Regions from separate parts of the Macaca mulatta genome. Here region 2 is linked to region 1. Evidence: chromatin contacts called from public Hi-C data. All regions are on one chromosome and are shown on one strand. Each heading gives the region's core, a stretch centred on a gene start, on an enhancer-like site or on the middle of the called end of the contact. The rest is flanking DNA. Distances are from core to core; before and after follow the strand shown.

Region 1 (3,343 bases), core at 579-3,078:
TGAGGTCAGGGGTTCAGGAGTTCGAGACTAGCCTGGCCAACATGGTGAAACCGGGTCTCTACTAATAATACAAAAAAATTAGCTGGGTGCGGTGGCGCACGCCTCCCTCGGCCTCAGCTACTCGGGAGGCTGAGGGGGGAGAATCGATTGAACCCAGGAGGTGGAGGTTGCAGTGAGCCAAAATCACTCCATTGCACTACAGCCTGGGCGGCAAGAGTGAAACTCCGTCTCAAAAAAATATATATTAAAAAGTTTATATAAATGCACAATAAGGTACAGAGTAAAGAAAGATCAACAGAACTTCAGCATTTACTATACTGTTTCTTAGTTTCTGCTAAGGAAAGTATTACTCGTGTAAAGTACTAAAGACACCAGACCAGTGCTTCCCAACCAACTGAGAAAACTGCTGAAAATGATCCCAATTTTGTAAAAGCAGTAAATAAAATTCTCTAGATCTACACTTACGTTTTTATTGGCATGGGGTGAAATGGGGAAGAATACAGCCCTAGCTGCTGTTTAGGGAAATGACAAGGCATTTCATGGAGACTTTTTCATCTTTACATTGATTCACTAGTATAAGCAAGCATGATTACCTTTATACTTTTTCTAAAACGAAGTTAATTTTTTTAATGAGAAACGATTATCTGGAATAGTCCCCAATTTTAGCCCACACTAACTACAGAGAGGGGAAACCATCTCCACTCACTTTGTCACCTATCCGGCAGAGGTACTCGGCCTTTGCCATCATTGCATCGCGAATTTCGCTCTCTCCTAGATTCTTCTCTGCATCTTCCAGCTCCTCATCCAAACGCTTCAACTCGTCTTCATTTGCCTTCTTCATTTTATTGAGTAGGTCCACGTCTATCTGCCAGTCGAGGGATCTGCACAAGGCTTCATAGTAAGGAGCCATGTCTGACATGCAAAAAGAGGGATGTGTGAGTGGGGACACTTGTGCCCTCAAGTCAAAGTCGGCCCAAGTCTTTCACCCCCCGACCCCCAATAAGTCATCCACCAGTCTCTTCCCCACTAACAGGAAGGCAAGGGATGGCGCTTAATAATCGACTTGGCAAAACATGAAACGTATGCTGGTGGGAGGTTTGCGTGAGGGCCAATCCTGGCACTGCCAACCTCTACTAGGGCTGGAGGGAGGGCAATCCTCGGTTTGCTCTTGCCGGATTCTGTTCCAAAAGTCTTCAAACAGGGAAAGACTTTTTATACACACATATGTTCAAACACTCACATTCACTATAGAAGGGCCAAAAAGAACCGAACCCAAATTTCCTTCCACAGGCAAGCTGAACTCTCCTGCTGGAATACCCCGCGCCCGGGAGCAGTCCCGAATGACAGTAAGTCACGGGGCCTTTACTCTGTGCCTAGCACAGGGATAAATATTAATGCCTCACGACTCTCCTCCAAGCTGCCCTTACAGGGGAAGGCCGCACAGAGATGCCAACCGCTCCGAGATAAGGCGAGGTCCCCCAGGGTATCCCCAAACCAAAGCAAAACCCTAAGGACCGGAGAAGCCAGGCCTGGTCTCGGAGACCCCGTCAGAGGGACGCCCCGGGGTCTGGAGCTCCATCAAAAAAAGTCCCCGTAGGCTCCGGAACGCGGGGACGGCCCAGGCCTAGGCCGCTGACTCGGCGCTCGTGCGGGCCTCACTGTTATCGCGGACGGCCGCCATCAGCTCGTCGCGCACGGCAGCGTCTCCGCGGTGCTCGGGCAGGCTGAGCAGGAAGCGCAGCTGCGCGATGCGCAAGTCGGGGTTCTTGGGCAGACCCTCCTCCTCCAGGTTCTCCAGCGGCATCGCGGCGATGGGAACAGGGGCTGACAGGAGACAACTCGGTTCCGACCGGCTACGGCAGCGGAAGCGGGAGGAGTCGGCGAATACGCCCGGCCGCCTCCGGCCCGACTTCCGGCTCCGTCTCCGCCGGCAGCGTCCTCTGCTGGACACCTCCGGGAACGCCTCGCCCGGCCTGGGCGCCTGCGCCCCAGTGTGGTCACCGCGGGCTTTTCCACGCTCAAGGCCCCGGCGGAGTCGCAGAGTGGGTGCGGCCCAACTCAAAAGCCCAATTTCTTGAATCTCTTTCTCACTCCCTTTTTAGCTATTTTACTTTCTGTTTGTAACTGATGGGACCTTAAAATTTTTTGAAAAATGAAAATGTAATAACAGCATCAATAAAAAATCACCATAGTTTGTCGAGTCGTTACTCTTACGCATCTCATTAAAATCATCTTCATGCTGCGAGGTAGTACTATTAGCCTATTTAGTAGGTAAGACAACTGAGGCACAAAGAGGTTAGGGAAACTGATCAACCAAGGTCATGTAACAGCCGTGTTGCAAGGCCTAAATGAAAACCCCTATCTAGAACTCTAAAATCCACATTCTTTCTGCAGTTTTTAGAAGAAAAAAACTGCACCCAGGATTCTGCGTCATAGTACAACAGCATGGTCGTTTTGTTTACATATAAATTAAATCAAATCATTACATGCCTGCATTTTCAGCCTCCTTTTGTTTATATTGCTGTAGATCTTCAGAGTTGGTCATGGTTACATTAAATTCCGTTTTGTTTTGTTTTTTTGAAACGGAGTCTTGCTCTGTCACCCAGGCTGGAGTGCAGTGGCACAATCTTGGCTCACTGCAACCTCTGCCTCCTAGCTTCAATCGAGGTGCTGCCTGCCAGCACCACCACGCCTGGCTAATTTTTGTATTTTTAATAGAGACGAGGTTTCACCATGTTGGCCAGGCTGGTCTTGACCTTCTGACCTTAAATGATCCGCCCGCCTCAGCCTCCCAAAGTGCTGGGATTACAGGTGTGAGCCACCCTGCCTGGCCTAAATTCCATCTAATGGATTTACCGTAATTTACTTTCACTCTTCCCTCTCTTAGAGGTATCTTTAAGGTTGACTAGAGTTTTTACTTACGTAATATAAAAACTTAGATGAAGACTTTGGATGTCTAGATGACTTCATGTTTTGCATCTTTTTCCTTAACATAAATTCCCAAGAAGGAATAATGGACTAAGGAAAGAAGGATTTTGTGACTTGGGGATATTTAATGTTAAATGGTTTTCCAAAAGAGCTGAACCAGTTTACATAGCCGCCGAAACAGGTGAGACTGCCACATCTCAAAGGCAGCAGGCATCATCACATGATTTAAATGTATTATTTGTTTCTATAAAAATGAAACAAGCATTTTGAAGACAACTCAAATGATAGAGAATATATGAAGAGTAAAAAAATTTACTATTAAATAGCTCTCCACCACTGCTAAACTTTTGGTGAAAAACTTTCTAAACATCTTTCATTTAGTCATTCAACAAACATGGTTGCATGGTTACAAAGT
Region 2 (3,343 bases), core at 358-2,857, 380 kb after region 1:
ACAGCCAACTTTAGAGACCTCAAGGAGGCCACAGCATGCTAGCCAGGTGAGCTGTCTAACAGAGTCACTCTGGAGACCGTTATGAGAGAAGGACTGCATTCAGGCTAACTAGCTTAACTGCAAGCAAGCAAGAGACTAAAGAAACTATCAGTACCATCCTGTCTCTTCATTTGACTATATCCTACGTGCTTCATGGAAAACTAAAGCTGTGGAAGATATATCAACATGCTCACCCCCCAGATGGTTCACTTAGACTCAATTGTCGTCTCTTAAGATCAACCTTATAAAAGTTTAACAAGAGATGTGAACTGACGTTTATGGAGCATATGTGAGGCACACTGCATAGGTCATCTTATTTAATTTTTACAAGTGTACTCTAATCAGGCACATGGGTGTCAATGGGAAAGCTCTGGAAGGCCAGGCCAAGCTCTTGAGCCAGAATGAATCTCTTAAATGCCAGCATCATGATTCTGACTGATGGCCAGGTCCTCTGTCCCTTGTTTGAAAACATAAACCCAAACATGCAACAATGAAGATAAGCACAACCCAACAATAGTTGTTACTTCTTTTTATACAGTGAGTTCTGGAGACAAAAGGATGCTGCCCTGTTAGGATAAGGATGTGGCATGAAGAAAATTCCTCTAGTTTTCTATAACACAGAGAGATCTTGGAGAAGTTACCCTGCTATCTGGTGACCCAGGAAAGTGCTGAATACAAAAGCTGCTGGCAGCTGGTTTAACTTACGCAATGCATTTCTTGACATGGTTCTCAAACATTGTGGAAATGAGAATGCATGTAACAGACTTGCCTGAACTTCATATTTCCCTTCTCAGTTTTCCTCCTGAGCCTCTCCCAGTGGCCTGGCTAAATTCCAGAAGCAAACAGTATCCTCATATGTTCCCATCTCTTTATTAACTTCTATAGCAATAACTTCAGATTCCTTGTCATGCCCTCATTTCATTAAAATCTGTCCATCAAGAGAAACACTGAGTAGCCCACTTTTGCCCTGTACCCATCAGAGGTATTTGCACTGGATCAGACATTCAGCTCACAAATTGTGATGATTTTTACAACAGAAATTCTCCAAAGGGGAATTATGTGTTTCTGGAAGAATTCTGAGCATCTCTCTGACCTGACTATGGCTCATTACCAAGAGCATGTGAGAGCAGAATGGAAGGGAAACTGATGAAAACCACTTATAAGTGTCTCCGGAGAAACAAAACAAAACAAAAAAAAACCCTTTGATTTTTATATGTCTCAAAGATGATGTACTTGGTTCTATCATGTGACCTGGGAAGAAACAAACAGCAGGAAAATAAACCTGAGATCTCATCTTCTAAATCAACATTCCACTTGAGTTCCTCTATTTGATGAACAAATGAAGGCATCCTAGAAGCTTCTCTTTTCTTTTCCTCCCCAAATATGCCAGCCTTTGATTTTCAAGCTATGATAAGATAGATGTGGAAGTGAAAAGAAGACTGTCATATACACATATTTGGACAAAAAGAAGACCAAAAATGCCAGCCCTCATTTCTAGTCAACCAATAGAGAAGGGAAAGGAGCAGAGTGGAATATAGGAACGGAAGCTATTTTGAAGGTTTCCCATGGTTACAGCTGCTATGGAAATCATTTTCTTCTCTGGGGTTTCAAAGATATCCAAGCCCAGCTTCAATCACGGTTTAAAGAAGGAGAACAAAGGTAGAACACGGACTGAAATTGCTTCTTTTATTTAAAGTTTTAAAAGGTTCCAAAATTGGGATGGTTGGAGGATGGGTACAGGCACTAATGGTAGTGGTAACCTCAAAAGACTCCATATCAGAGTTGCCCAGCAGGGGACAAAATCAATCTCTCATGGCCTGGAGAGAAACCTGCACTTTCTGGACCTAGACGGTGACAGATGGATCTTTCTAAAGCACAAATCGAATCATGTCACTCCCCTGTGTAAAAGCATTCAACAGCTTCCCACTGTTCTTAGGATAAAATCCTTAATATCCATGACAGTCTGGTCCGGGGGCATCCTGCTCCACCTCATCTCTTTCTCTGCCTTGTTTCCTACGAGGTGGCCACCCTGGTTTTTGGCCCATCAAATGTGGTAAGAGGCTTCCTGCTTCAGGGCCTTTGCACCTGCTGTCGCCTCTGCCAGGGACACTCATGCTCCCCCCACCCCATCACCTGGTCACCTTTCACTTCTCACGTTCAATGGCACTTTCTCTGCCCCCCTCCCCCACCAGCTTGCTCAGGCCATCTTGACCTTCCCTATAGCACCTGCTGCAATTTATTTAATCTATAATTAGATGCTTCATGAGCACAAAGAAGTGGAGTAGAAGCTTCATGAGGGCAGGGACTAAATCTCCACCTTCCCCTGCTGCACCCAGTCCTTCGTTCAGTGCCTTGCACATGCACTCAGTAAATATTTAATGAATGAATGCTTTAAGGGAATGTCACAGGTAGATTCTACCTGTCTCTTCCTCCCCAGTGTCAAGGCATGGTATTTCTGTAAGCCCCAATCACCACATCTATGGCAGCTTTACAGGAGTCTCATAAATATGGACTAGAGCTATAGCTTAGGTAGGGCTTAGGTTTTAAAGTTAGCACACAATGTCAGATCAAGTACAGAGTGATCAACCAGGGGCAATTTGCCCCCAAGGGACATGGGGCAACATCTGAAGATATTTTTGGTTGTCACAACCAGCATCTAGTGGGTAGAGATCCAGGAAGCTGCTAAATGTTCTACAATGCACAGGAATGCTTCCACAATAAGAATTATCTGACTCAAAGTGTCAACAGTGCTGAGGTTCAGAAACTCTGGTGTAGAGTGAACATTCCCCTTAACGATCCATTCCAGAACTGATTTTATCAATATTCCTCATGATCCATTTATGCCATCTTGGAGAGTGATAACCACCTCTCCTGGTCTATCCCAGCAGGTTTTTCTCCAATGTTGAAACAGATACTACTGCTTCAGTTGAAAACTAGAGAAAGTTGCTGGCTTGCACTAAAGGGCCACAGTGCATGAAAACAATATGTATCTTTAAACACTAACATCTCACTTAGCATGGCAAGAAGCCCACACCACCAGAGGCATTAAAAAACTGAAACCAACTAGAACTTGGAAAGTCATGTCCTTTCTGTCCTGCTCACACTGGGGCTAGGCACCTTGAGTAGAATGCCAGACAAAAGTGTCAACACATATCTAAATTACTAATTCTCGCTCACTGTCTTTCCCACAGGGATGGGTTGATTCAATGGGAATTCTCCTGTCACAATCTTGCCAAAAGAGCCAGCTTTCTCTCCACTGGGTTCTCTCTATCCACATCCCCTAAATGCTTCCTACTTTCACGTT

What was found. Hi-C and Micro-C count contacts between places; a contact is called where the count stands out from the background.
Region 2: a contact with region 1 is called in a Hi-C map of cortical neurons, with 5 times the contacts expected there. The contact joins the enhancer-like site here to the promoter of PSMD6 in region 1. A contact is called at or near these places in 6 of 14 Hi-C or Micro-C datasets (blood, cortical neurons, fetal cortex germinal zone and 3 more).

The regions. Positions count from the first base shown.
Region 1 is chr2:127,580,800-127,584,142 of T2T-MMU8v2.0, forward strand. It overlaps PSMD6 (proteasome 26S subunit, non-ATPase 6), which reads right to left and starts at 1,829. Exons shown (of 8, transcript NM_001266757.1): 1 at 1,660-1,829; 2 at 707-912. The coding sequence starts at 1,804.
Region 2 is chr2:127,965,049-127,968,391 of T2T-MMU8v2.0, forward strand. It overlaps a transcript of PRICKLE2 not described here. Among named protein-coding and RNA genes, the nearest start is that of PRICKLE2, 180 kb to the left of the region's middle. Within about 2 kb of position 1,608, at least 7 of the 40 cell types and tissues checked have an H3K27ac peak or open chromatin away from gene starts, as enhancers often do. A contact at or near this core is called in cortical neurons, where this site is marked.